Linked DNA regions of Gossypium arboreum: all the other regions are linked to region 3. Evidence: chromatin contacts called from public Hi-C data. All regions are on one chromosome and are shown on one strand. Each heading gives the region's core, a stretch centred on a gene start, on an enhancer-like site or on the middle of the called end of the contact. The rest is flanking DNA. Distances are from core to core; before and after follow the strand shown.

Evidence for each region. Hi-C and Micro-C count contacts between places; a contact is called where the count stands out from the background.
Region 1: a contact with region 3 is called in a Hi-C map of leaf, with 2.5 times the contacts expected there. The contact joins the enhancer-like site here to the promoter of LOC108474052 in region 3. A contact is called at or near these places in 2 of 5 Hi-C or Micro-C datasets (both in leaf).
Region 2: a contact with region 3 is called in a Hi-C map of leaf, with 4 times the contacts expected there. The contact joins the promoter of LOC108473377 here to the promoter of LOC108474052 in region 3. A contact is called at or near these places in 2 of 5 Hi-C or Micro-C datasets (both in leaf).

What each region holds. Positions count from the first base shown.
Region 1 is chr11:26,101,146-26,105,295 of ASM2569848v2, forward strand. No RefSeq gene overlaps it. Among protein-coding and RNA genes, the nearest start is that of LOC108470425, 33 kb to the right of the region's middle. Within about 2 kb of position 2,731, at least 2 of the 2 cell types and tissues checked have an H3K27ac peak or open chromatin away from gene starts, as enhancers often do. A contact at or near this core is called in leaf, where this site is marked.
Region 2 is chr11:26,482,851-26,486,807 of ASM2569848v2, forward strand. LOC108473377 (thioredoxin H-type) reads left to right here and starts at 2,487. Exons shown (of 3, transcript XM_053021155.1): 1 at 2,487-2,676; 2 at 3,291-3,413; 3 at 3,502-3,840. The coding sequence starts at 2,587. The coding sequence ends at 3,651. LOC108473376 (protein RTE1-HOMOLOG) reads left to right here. Exons shown (of 4, transcript XM_053021154.1): 1 at 1-104; 2 at 299-582; 3 at 1,104-1,249; 4 at 1,251-1,753. The coding sequence starts at 322. The coding sequence ends at 1,524.
Region 3 is chr11:26,258,595-26,262,614 of ASM2569848v2, forward strand. It overlaps LOC108474052, which reads right to left and starts at 1,892. Exons shown (of 8, transcript XM_017775938.2): 1 at 1,473-1,892; 2 at 554-1,301; 3 at 1-460. The coding sequence starts at 1,553.

The DNA.
Region 1 (4,150 bases), core at 1,481-3,980, 160 kb before region 3:
ATATGTGTAAGAAGGGTTCTGTAAAGAGGTTTTTTTTTTTCTTAAATACACTACTCTTTGATTCTTTTCTTTAGTTCAATGGCATCTTTTTCTCCTTAAGTTGGGAGCTAAAGTTTTTGGTTTAATTAAAGGTCGTTCCCTTTCCAAGTAAGTATTACAGCTCTGCATGTTAAGTTCTGAAGGAGTAAGTCTGTATATGGGATATGAATAGTAAGGCTTTAAGTACAAGACTTTGCTTAAGGTTGTTAGCAATTGAGATGATAAGTAAATTGTGTGTATAAGAGTTGTGATAGTGAATTTATGTTCTTTAAGCAATTGTTGTTACTGGTTCGAGAAGGATGTTTGAGTCCAGAACATCGAACTACTGTAAGTGAGTATCAGGTGAGTCTATACCTTGACTCTTATTTATGAAATGTTCAAGTAGAATTATATACATAAAAGATGGTGTAATCTACAACAATTGGTAAGTGTAGGAGTATAGTAAAGATGAGAGATATGTTGTAATGATATTTACAAGTTCTGTTGAAAAAAATGTTGGTTGGTAAGCGTGCATATAAAGCTTTATATCCAAAAAGTATGAATCATTTTGGAATACGAATAAATCTGGGTAAGTGAATACGGAGCAATGTCCCTCTGTGATGCCTTTGGTAGGGCAATTATATTGCTAACCAAACTGGCAGATCATGATATGAAAATAAGGGTAAGACTATGAGGTTGAGACCCATGGCATCGCATGATATGTAAACATTCATGGTGTAACCTCCAGAACGATGAAAACTAGACAGGCTGTTCACGATACATGAAAGTATACAAATCCATGCGAGTAAGACCCATGACAATATATGATTGTATGAATGTTCATGGTGTAACCTTCAATAATGTGTAGATTGGAGGGGCATATCACAATACATGAACTTATGTGTAAGTTCATAAGGGAGAAACCCATAGCACCTTCTGTGAAAGTCTATTGGGACAATAAACACATGATTTTGTATGATGCCCTAGTGTGGCTTATTATGTTTAGTCCTTGTGGCGTACTTTGTTAAGTTTGTCTAGTAGAATATGATTATCTACTCTTAGGGTAAGTTCTGGATAAATTCTTATTGCTCTAAACTGCTTTGATAAGGGTTATGATACATCTGGAATTAAGATAGTTGAATAAGATCTGTGATGTAATTGAATAATTCGTAAAGGAATTTCTTGAAAAAAAAAGAATGTATTTGTATGTTCATAAAGGGTATCCGCCATGATAATTTATTAGTTTAAAATTTGGGCGTGTTTGTAGTTATGAATGAGATAAGTATCCATTAGTCTAAATTTGTCTATACCCTGTAGGGTCAAATCTAGGCTATTTGGTATCCACTATATTTGAACAATATAATGTATTCTTTTAAAATCTTGTGAAATCTGAGTTATCGTATCTTTGAGTATTTGGGGTTCTAAAATAAAATTGTGTAGAATTTATTTGGATTATCTACATAATTCATTATCGGTTGATCTTGTAGGGTATCAAACGAGAATAAGATTTGACTAGCAAACTGATAGTATTTAAATCTGCGTGAGTATCCACCAAATGTGTATGTATCAACAAGTGAACAATATCTGTGATCAACAAATTTTGAAATCAGTATATGTATGAAGAGATGGTATGTCTGTATTGGGCTTTGAAGAGTTATTATTTAAAAAGACCCCTTGGGGTTCTAAGAAAAAAAAGAGATTAGTGTAATATCTGTATCTGGAAGGATCTTAAGTTAGTTTGATACTTCAGAGAGAAATAGTACGATTAAGAGTATAGTAGTTGGCATTTAAGTGTCAGCCTGAAACTGCGATAGCATCTGCCCAAACAAAAGTAAGTGGTAAAAAAGGTATTTGGCGTACAGAAGTTTCTCAAATATGATTAAAGAATTCACCAAGGTATTTTGTATTAACTCTCATTAAGTTCTCTTGAGCTTATAATGCTTGTTATTGTTTCAGGTGATGTGGTAAGAGAATGTGCCATGAGAGACTATGCTAGGAGTATGCCAAGATGGGTTATTATTCATATAGTGGAAAAGTGGTGTATTGTAAGGTTACCCCCTAAGAGTATTTTTAGTAAATTTATGTGTTGCAATGTAGTAAAGTGTTGTACCAAGTGTGATGCAATAATTTAATTTTTAAATACTTTCTTTTTCTTCTTTGAAATTAAATCTTTAAAAGAAATGATAAGAAAAATGTTTTAAGTAAAGAGTGTTTGTCTACTATTTCGAATTTCGTTAAGCATTATGTGTAGTAACACCCAAGATCCGAACCCGGTAAATTAGGTCGGGTTGAGGGTGCTACATTAGGTGTCAAATTAAGAAAAAAAATGTAAAATTCAAATATCAAATTAGATGAAAAAACTTAAATACCAAATTAAATTAATAGGGTGGAACTTAACTCTGAATCACAAAATTTAAAATACAGATAATAATTTTAGTACTAGTGTGCAAGGATTAAAAAGAGAGTTGACTAATTATTCAAATCTAAATATAATTATTCAAACAATAAATTTAAAATAATTTATCACTCAAATAAAATTTTAAATCCAAGAATTTAAATATATTTAATTTTAAAATTCATATTGAAATTTAAGTTTACTTAAAATATTCAAACTTCAGACTCTTTCTCATTCAAATAAAGATATACATGTTTGTAGTAATGTGAACAGAAATGAAATACATGTTGAAGAATGAAGGGGCCCATTAATGCATGAAAAAGACATCAGGATGGGATATTTCAAAATTTCAGCTCTCATGTCATTTCTCTCATCTGAATGCTACCAATTTCTTTTATCCACCAAATCTTTGTTTGAATCCTGTGATTTCAATTGATGATAAAAGCCCATGCTTTTCATCTGTGGGCCGAAGCAACACTAACTAAAATTTTCACCAGGCTTATGCCAAATATGAAAAAAGGTTTTGCCCCTCACACATGAAGGCCATGAAGCAACTGGGAAAGACAGAGCTTGAAGAAATGGGATTTGAGTCACATCACATGGAGAAATGATGAGATTATCTGGATTGCACTTGAGGGATTTTGAGTTGAAACAGGGAATGGGCTGTCCAAGCTCCATCATATTTCAACCACTACGAATTTCAATCGTCAAGCAAAAGGCATATTATCTCACCTCACATGCTATGTTTTGGAGAATTTATTACCATTTCATATCAAAATGAGTCATTCTCCTATAATACATTTTTCATCGCCTTTGTCCTCTTCATGCGGGTGCCATTACTTTTCCTCTAAAAGTTTCAGTATAAATAAATGGCATAATAATTTATTTTTCCTCTAACTTTATAAAAAAATCACTTTAACTTTGTATTTAATTTTTTTATCTTTTCAGTCTTTCAATTTATATTATTTGTCAAATTACTCTAAAATAAATAAAAAATTAATATTTGTTAATTTTGCTGACATGGAATACACAATTAATTATTTTAAAAATTTTAAAAACTTTGTTTATAATTTTTATACTTTTAAATAATTTTAACTTTTAAAAGAAATATATTTTTAATTTTTAAAAATTAATTAATTATAGACGTGGCATCCACATAATAATTCACGTGTATGACATGTCAAGAAAGTTAACAAACGTTAATTTTCCATCCATTTTGGGGATGATTTATCAAACAATGCAAATTTAAGAACTGAAAAGATTTAAAATTAAATTAAGAGCTAAAATAACTTTTGTATAAATAAAATGGAAAGGACAAATAAATGATTAATTTAGTAAATTTAATTAAAATATAGTGCTAGTTTTCATTGGTATTTGAAAAGGGTGAGATATATGATAATTTTTATTTAAATTAACATAAGATGGTTGATAGTTTAGTATGGTTATATATAAAAGTATTTATTTAAAAAGTAAATAGTTATATTATTTCTTTTAAAAGGATAAAATATATTTTAGAATGTAACAAACCAATGCATTTGTTTTGGTATTTATTAATATATTAGTAAATATGAATGTCTTATAATATGATATAATATTTTGAGTGTGTCAATTTAGCAAAGAGTTTTTTTTTTTTGTTTTATCGTCTAAACTTTATACCTTTAGCATACATCAAAATGAAATGTAACATACAAAATTAAATTAAATTTTTTTCTTATTTCATGTACTTACCAAAGAATT
Region 2 (3,957 bases), core at 1,237-3,736, 220 kb after region 3:
GTACTGCAGGAATTCCCGAGAAACCAAATCCCTCTTTGACCCATTGCTGGGGCAGCCGATTCCTCGACTCTCCGGTGTATCTGCGTTTCTCTCTGCCGACTAAGGTTTGTTTTAATCTCTCTTTTACATCTGTTTCCGCTTATTTAATTCTCAATTTTCGAATCAATCATGATTTACCAGTTCCTCATTTTTCGCGCGTTTCCTTTCTTTCGTTCGATTCAGTAGATGATTTATGTAGATTCTTATCACAAAATTTAAATCCTTGTAGGAATAATTGATGTGGATTTTCTGAAAAAAGACTGCAGTTGGGAAAATTTGGCAATGGAAGAACAAGTAGATTATGATCACCGGTCGATTATGGTGGAAGGTGGTATGCAAATTGATCCAAGAAGGGAGCGTTTCCCATACTGCATTGTTTGGACGCCTCTTCCTATTACTTCATGGCTGATTCCTTTCATTGGCCACATTGGCATTTGCAGAGAAGATGGAGTTATTCTAGACTTTGCAGGTCCGAGTTGTGTCTCTATTGACGATTTCGCTTTCGGGGCAGTAGCTCGCTATATCCAAATTAACAAAGATAAGGTATTTATATACGTTCATCTTCCACCTTCTCTTTTTTTTTGGCTCCATCAATTTCCGCTTGTTCTCAAATTTCACTTCCAAGTAAGTTGTAACTGGGGAAAGGATGAGATGACATTTTTCAACTTGATTAAGAATTCAAAGGGAGGATTTATTAGTCCAATTGTTGCTAATTTGGATTTGATTGGGTTATTGTGCTTTACTTTTCACGGGTCTTTTATAGGGAAGAACTGTAAAGCCTGCAAAATGCAATATCCTGTGCTTTTTAGTAATTTGTGAATGCACTTGGTAGATATTTTGGCAAAACATTTTTGAGTATTGGTAGCTAAGCCTTGTGTAAATGACGGGAAATAGTTTGTGTCACCGAATCTAATTCATGGATGCACATTGGTTTGGTAGATTTTAGAGTACAAATTTTGAGTATTGATAAGAAAGAATAGCGCCCACGACGGGAATTAGTGCATATCTACTAAAGAAAAATAATTCTTCCTCATTTATGTGTAAACTTTGGAGCTTTTTGCTAGGAATGCAGCATTTCATATCATTCATCAGCACTGAAAGGAGATCAAGAATACCAACATGACGATCTGAGAGAGGCATTAACATGGGATGATGCACTAGAAAAGGGCATTCAAGAGTTCCAACATCGGCCATACAACCTTTTCACTTGCATGCCATTCATTTGTAGTAAACAACCTGAACAGGTTAGGCTTTCATTCGGGTGGGTGGAATGTAGTTAACCTTGCTGTTCTCATCTTCATCAATGGTCGGTGGGTGAACAAAACAGCAGTTTTGCGATCTTACTTGCCATTTGTTGTCGTATCCAGTATTGGACTAGTGTTTGGTGGCACAACATACCTGTCTCTGTTGGCCCTCCTTGTATTCCTTCTTGTTGGTTGGTTCCTTCTCGGTACTTACTGTTTCAAGAACTTGATCTATTTGTAGCTTTTACCAGAAACCAATGCAAAGAATGAAGGGATATGTCAATTTTTGTATGTGACATTGATGGAGTCGATAAAGATGGAATATTTCATTTACAAAGTATAGTTTTAATTTTCAATACTGACAATCTCTTTTAGCGGACCATTTGCAAATCCTAAGACAAATTGGCTTGTAACATTGATATATTGTTGTAATATTTTTATGTATTCAAAATATCTTAAAATTTCTAAAATTTAAGATTTTGATCCATTTATATATGGATTTAATATTATTTGTGATGATGTTTTTTTGTTTTAATTAGTATCAAACATTTACCTCATCTTATGTTCATGCTTCTTTTCCATATATTTTAGTGTCATGGATTCATGTTATTTCTCGTGTTATGTTCATGTTTGTGTTATTTTCGTGCTTTAAGGGTATTGCAAACTTGTATATAATTTTTCACACCTTAAAAATTCGTTTTGTGTATATTTTAATAACGGGGCTGTGTTTATGTTACTCTTTGTGTTGTATTATATTTTTATGTAGTTTTTCATAGTGATTTAATCTAGAAATTCTATCGTAGGCAATTAGGCATATACGTATGTATCTAAAAATTATATATTTAAAACATAAGTAAGCATTTGAAAATAATATACAATAAATAGAAAATGCATTGTGCTGAAGTTAGAAGTTTTATACATATTGATCTCATCATTTAAATTTTAAATAATAATATAAATATAGATTTTTAATGGGCTTGCAAACTTTATATCAATATTATTGACTAGCTCAACAATTCTGTCTAATCTAATGGTTGAACTTGAAACACTAAAGCGTATAAAGACGTAACCGTAAAAATCTCGAAGATAAAACCAAACGTGTTGAACGGGAATATATATCCGTATGGGTACAACCCTCCTCGTACAATAATGGCAAGATCGTAATTAGAACCAAATCTAGGTCTATTGCCCATTGCCAAAATCAAAACCTCAGTTTGCTTATTTATTTGTAAATAGAGCCGCAGAGAATACATTTTTTTTTTAAGCAAAAAGAAAAAGCAGAGCTTTGAATATCTAACCAAAAATGGCAGCAGAGGAAGGTCAAGTAATCAGTTGCCACACCCTTGATTCATGGAAGGAGCAACTTCAAAAGGGAGGCCAATCCAAAAAGCTGGTAATTTTATTTTAATGAATCCTTCCCCCAATATATTTAGTGTTAGATTTATGATTATTTTTAATGTTTCAGATAATGTGTCAGATCTGTTGTCGTTTGCTTCATATAATATTATATTTATGATTTGGTTGTTTTATATGTATAAATCTAGATTTTTCTATTCAAAAAATTCCACGATCCGTAAAGTTGAAGCCTCTTAAACACTAAAGCCATTTTCTGTTGATGCTGAAGCTTCTTCTTCTATTTTTATTTTATTTTAAAAATTCTCGGTTAATACAATATTAGTTAGTCAATTTCACATGTTAAAACTAGGAAATTTTGATGTGTTTGTTTCTAGGGAAATTTTGTTATAGATTTTGTAACACTTTTCCAATTAAAAGTTCTGAAGGACAGTATGCTGTAGTAACAGAGCAATATGATACATGTGAGTGACATTAATGAAATTTAAGGTTAGTAGCTGGTGATGGTGATGACAAATCAATGTCGTATTTTAATGGTGACGTTGATGTTTGTTCTTTGTTTTTTACTCTTCTCCATTAACTTTTTCATCTTTTTTTATAACTTTAGCTTCTTCACAAACGTTATGTGAATTTGTACTTACATGGTAAATGCAGGTGGTGGTTGATTTCACTGCTTCATGGTGTGGACCCTGCCGTTTTATTTCACCCTTTCTGGCTGAACTGGCCAAGAAGTTTCCTAATGTTATGTTTCTTAAGGTGGATGTGGATGAACTGAAGGTAATGCAGATGCAGAGTTAGAATCCGCAACTAAGAAGCGAAAATGTCTGTCGAATTGATTGTTTTTTTTTTTTCATTTTGTTTTCAGGAGGTTGCTGCTGAATGGGATGTGGATGCTATGCCAACTTTCTTGTTCCTGAAGGAAGGAAAGGCTGTTGAAAAAGTGGTTGGTGCAAAGAAAGAGGAGCTTCAGCAGGCTGTGACAAAACATATGGCTACTAGTAGTACTTCTGCTTGATGGTGATAATTATTAGTGCTACCTTATCATGTTTTTGAGGAACTTTTTATCATGTACCTCGTATTTGATTTGCTGGTACCTAGCTAAACATCTCTATGTTAAACCCTAAGTTTATTCCTTTATATTGAGGTACTTTTATTTCCTCAACTACTATATGATACATAATCATATAAAGCTTGCTTGTTTTCATGGTTGATGTGATTTTGAGCATTTTCATTGCCCTTGAATTGTATGTTACTTCAAGGGTACCTATTCAGAAACTCATTTGATCTGTTTTTGTTGCTGATAACTATTTTCAATCTTCAT
Region 3 (4,020 bases), core at 642-3,141:
TGATTTGCAAAGGATGAGGCCTGGTCACTGCCCACTTTATGACACTCTTGTGGAGCAAAAGCTTTAGCTAAGAGAACATCATCGTTGCATGGGATTTCAGGATCCTCACTGTTCAACATGCAGCAACCTTCATCATTAAGTTCGGGAGAATGAGGATTTGACACCGATGCAGATGAAGGCACATTGATTTCCGGATGCCCAGAATATAACTGTTCAGTGTGCCCAGAATGTGACTGTTGGTCTGGAACTTCATCCAACTTTGAAGAATAAGTTGCAGCTTCCAAAGTACCAGGACACACATCTGAAACTAATGTCTCATGTTCTTTAGTCTTTGATGTATCATCTTCATGAACATCATTAGGAGAATTTAGCAAAAGTGAATTCACACTCTCATAGCAAGATTTATCAATAGCATCACCATCAAAGTTTAATAAAGCATCTGTTTCAGCTAAATCACCACCTGAGATAACAACTGAATTATTAATTTCATAGCCATCTTTTAACATCATATCTGAAGGAACAATAGCATATTCAGATGCACACATTTTCTTACCATCCACATCTTCAGGATGCACAATTTCACCTTCTACGTCCTGGCCTTTATCTAGAGGGCCATCATTTACTGGCATTACAGCTGCTGGAACATCTTCCATTGTTTTCCACAGCGGCATATCTGGTTGTGGCGATGAACATCCCACTGAGAAAGGCTTGATTTCCTCAACACCAGATGGATGCCCAAATTTAACTGAAGCCTCAAAAATGACATGAGGAGACCCGCTAGACACATTATTCTGTTCAAGGTTCTCAACTTTTTCACTAAAGCAATCCTCCTTCAAAGTTACTTTCAGGTCATTGTCTTGTGATCGTTTATCTACACAACCTATCCCTAAATCACAGAATCCAAATTGGTTTTGAACACAATCTTCTCGAGGTTCTACGAGCTCATCATAGCCACCTCTATTTTGCATGCAATCATTCCCATTTGGTGATCCAAGAAAACTAACACCACTCGAGTTCGTCACATGGTAATTACAGGCCCTCTTCCTCATAGCATAATACGATCTTCTAACGCTTTCGAATTTTCTTTTAGCACCTCCAATTTCAACAGAGTTATCACATTTACTTGATTTAGAAGATAAATTAGAAGCAGATAATTCAACCTCAATCATACGAGCCGCCGCTTGATCGGAAATAACAGGATCATAAAGCAAAGCACGCCATCGATCTTGTAATTCTTTAACAGTAAACTTCCGTGAAAATCGAACCGCACCTTTTGCTAGTGCTTCCAATGAAGCACCGGACTGTAATTACCAAAATTTAAATTAATCATCAATTTCCACTAACCTCAGGGGTTTTATCTTTTCTCGTTTTAGACTTTTAGGTCAAGAAATGCAAAAGATTCGTTTAGAGAGTGTAAAATAGGAAATTACATTATGAGGAAAATTAGTAAAAGGAAGAAGAAAAGAGGTTACCTCAATGGCGTTCTTTAATAAGAGATCGTCTTCAGGGATCCAAGAGGAAGAAGAAGAAACTGAAGCAGGCAGAGCTGACATGGAATTTGAATATATATATATATATATAACGAAATGCAGTGGTTGGATTTACAAAAATGAAAAATGAAAATAGAAATTTTCAAAAAAAAAGGAAAATAATAAAGATTTAACGGTTAACGGTTCATTTTTTTTGTTTGGATTGTTGAATTTAGGGATCCGCCATGGAAATGAGGTTTGATTTTTTGTGCGTGTTTGGAGAGGGAGGTCTCTAAAGCTCCTTTCAGTAGTCTTTCGTCAGTCTGAGAAACGGACGGATCAGAAACGAAAGCTTTCGCAAACGCGACGTCCCTGGGGGAAGGGTCTCACGCGCTTGTGAAATTACTATCATACCAATCTTGCTTTTAAGCCCATCTAACCTTTCATTTGGATCCAGATTTTAAAACCCAATCTGGATCTTGAACAAAAAAGGTTTCAAGTCCAGGCCCGGCCTGGTTTAAAACATTAAACGATGTCACCTCTAGCTTCTCTTCATTTTATTAAAATACTTTTAAATATAATAATTCAATTTAAACCCCTAAACCCTAAAATTAATAATTTAGTGTAACATCATAACACACCAAAATAATAACTAACTTTAGGCTTTCAAAATCTTGACTACTCAACACAAATTTTTTTTTTGATTTCATCCCTAAATACCTGTTAGAAAATAATTGTGTTCCTTCTGAAAGAATTTGTAAATAAGATGTTACTATATAAATCATGGTGGATGTATATAGTCCTTAAATCCAGAACTATCAACAAAAGATTTGCATTTACTGCACTCCAGAACAATAAACCACATTAAAACCTTTGAAAATATAATTAGTTATACTTGAAACAAATTGCATTCTGTTCCCAGGTTTCTAGTGCGACGCAGGTGTGCATTTACTGCAAGATTTGTTTAGTTTTAAAACAGCATTTCCAAGCATTAACCTTTTAAAAAATATATAAATTGGCTAGCATTGGCCCTCTTTATCTGATTTCTTGGTGAATGACTTGGATGTGACATGGTATGAACATTGGATCTTTTGCTTTATGATTGAATCATTATATTATATTAATGAATATTTTCTTTTTGATCAGAGGGGTTTTAAGATGGAGGCATATATCCAATAAGCTTAGTTGTAGATGGACCCGAAGAAATTTTGGACCCATTTTTTTGAGTTTAGATATGTTGGAAGATGAAGGAGCAAAGACAGAAGCATGGGGTGGAGATAAAAGGTGTTTAGACTTTTGGTCCAGAGAAGAAGCAACATAATGCTATTTAAAATGTCTGTCGTTTCAAAGACCCGGATGCAGATTTAGGTGGCACTCTTTTTTAAGCTTTAAAGTTGTCTTAAGAGACAAAATAAATAAATATAAATTGGGGACCCTAAACCACAAATGTTCCTATAAATCCACTTTGTTGCAGTAATTAAGTTTCAGAAAGGTCCTAAAAGACCTGAAACTTAACCCTTTCATTGCAGACATAAGATCCACCATGAATTCTTTCACAGGCTCAACAGCGTTTAGCTGAGATACTAACAGAAATTCAGCAAAAGCCTGTTTTGGGACCACATTAATTTATGCCCACAACTCGAAATTAAACTTAATATTATTGCTGCAGATGCCCACTGGTCAGTGGCCACAACGTACGCAGCAGATATCGACATATCCACCCCCCCCCCACGCACCCTCACCATCTCTTAATGCCAGAATAGAATCCCAGTAGCCTTAAATGAGTTTTTTGGCCATTCTCTGGGTTTTGCATTTCAACCAAAAATCCTTTTTATTTGCGTAATCTTTGATTTCTTTTTCTTTCAGATAACTCCAAACTGCAAACTGCCAAAGCTTTTTCACTTATCTTTACTTCTTTTGCTTTATTATTTTATCCATACCAGGAGATTGGCGTAGGATAATAATTAAGATTTATAATAGAAAATGAAAGTGGGGGATCCTGGTGGCAATTGCAGTACATAGTCCGATGGATAAAATATGAGCATAAATAAATAAAACTGGGGAGAATTTAGTGATTCCCCCTTCCCATTTTAAGTGATAGTTATAAATTCCGGGGAACAAAATGAAAGTTGATGGAGAATCCACCTGAGTTTCATGCAAAAGTGGCAGTCATCACATGACAAATCCGACAAAAAGTGAAGGTTTTTAGGAGCATTGAGTAATGGGGAAACAGTCTCAAATGCTCGACAACTCAACAGCTAAAATAACATTATAATTTTACATCCCATCACCCAAACTGCCATCCGTGTTAAAAAGAATAAAAACATACCTCAGTCAGGCAATGGGAAAAAGAGAGGATTTTCAGTAACTAAATTTTGTTTAAGGCTTCAATTCTTTTAAATGTCTTTTCTGGGGGGGAAAAAATAGATGTGATGGAACACTGTGTTTGCTTACAGTGGACGCTTGGGGGAAAAAAATACCCCTTCGAATTAACACACAAAGATGAGATCAGAGGATGATATAACCATTATTGAATAATCGAAAATCTTAG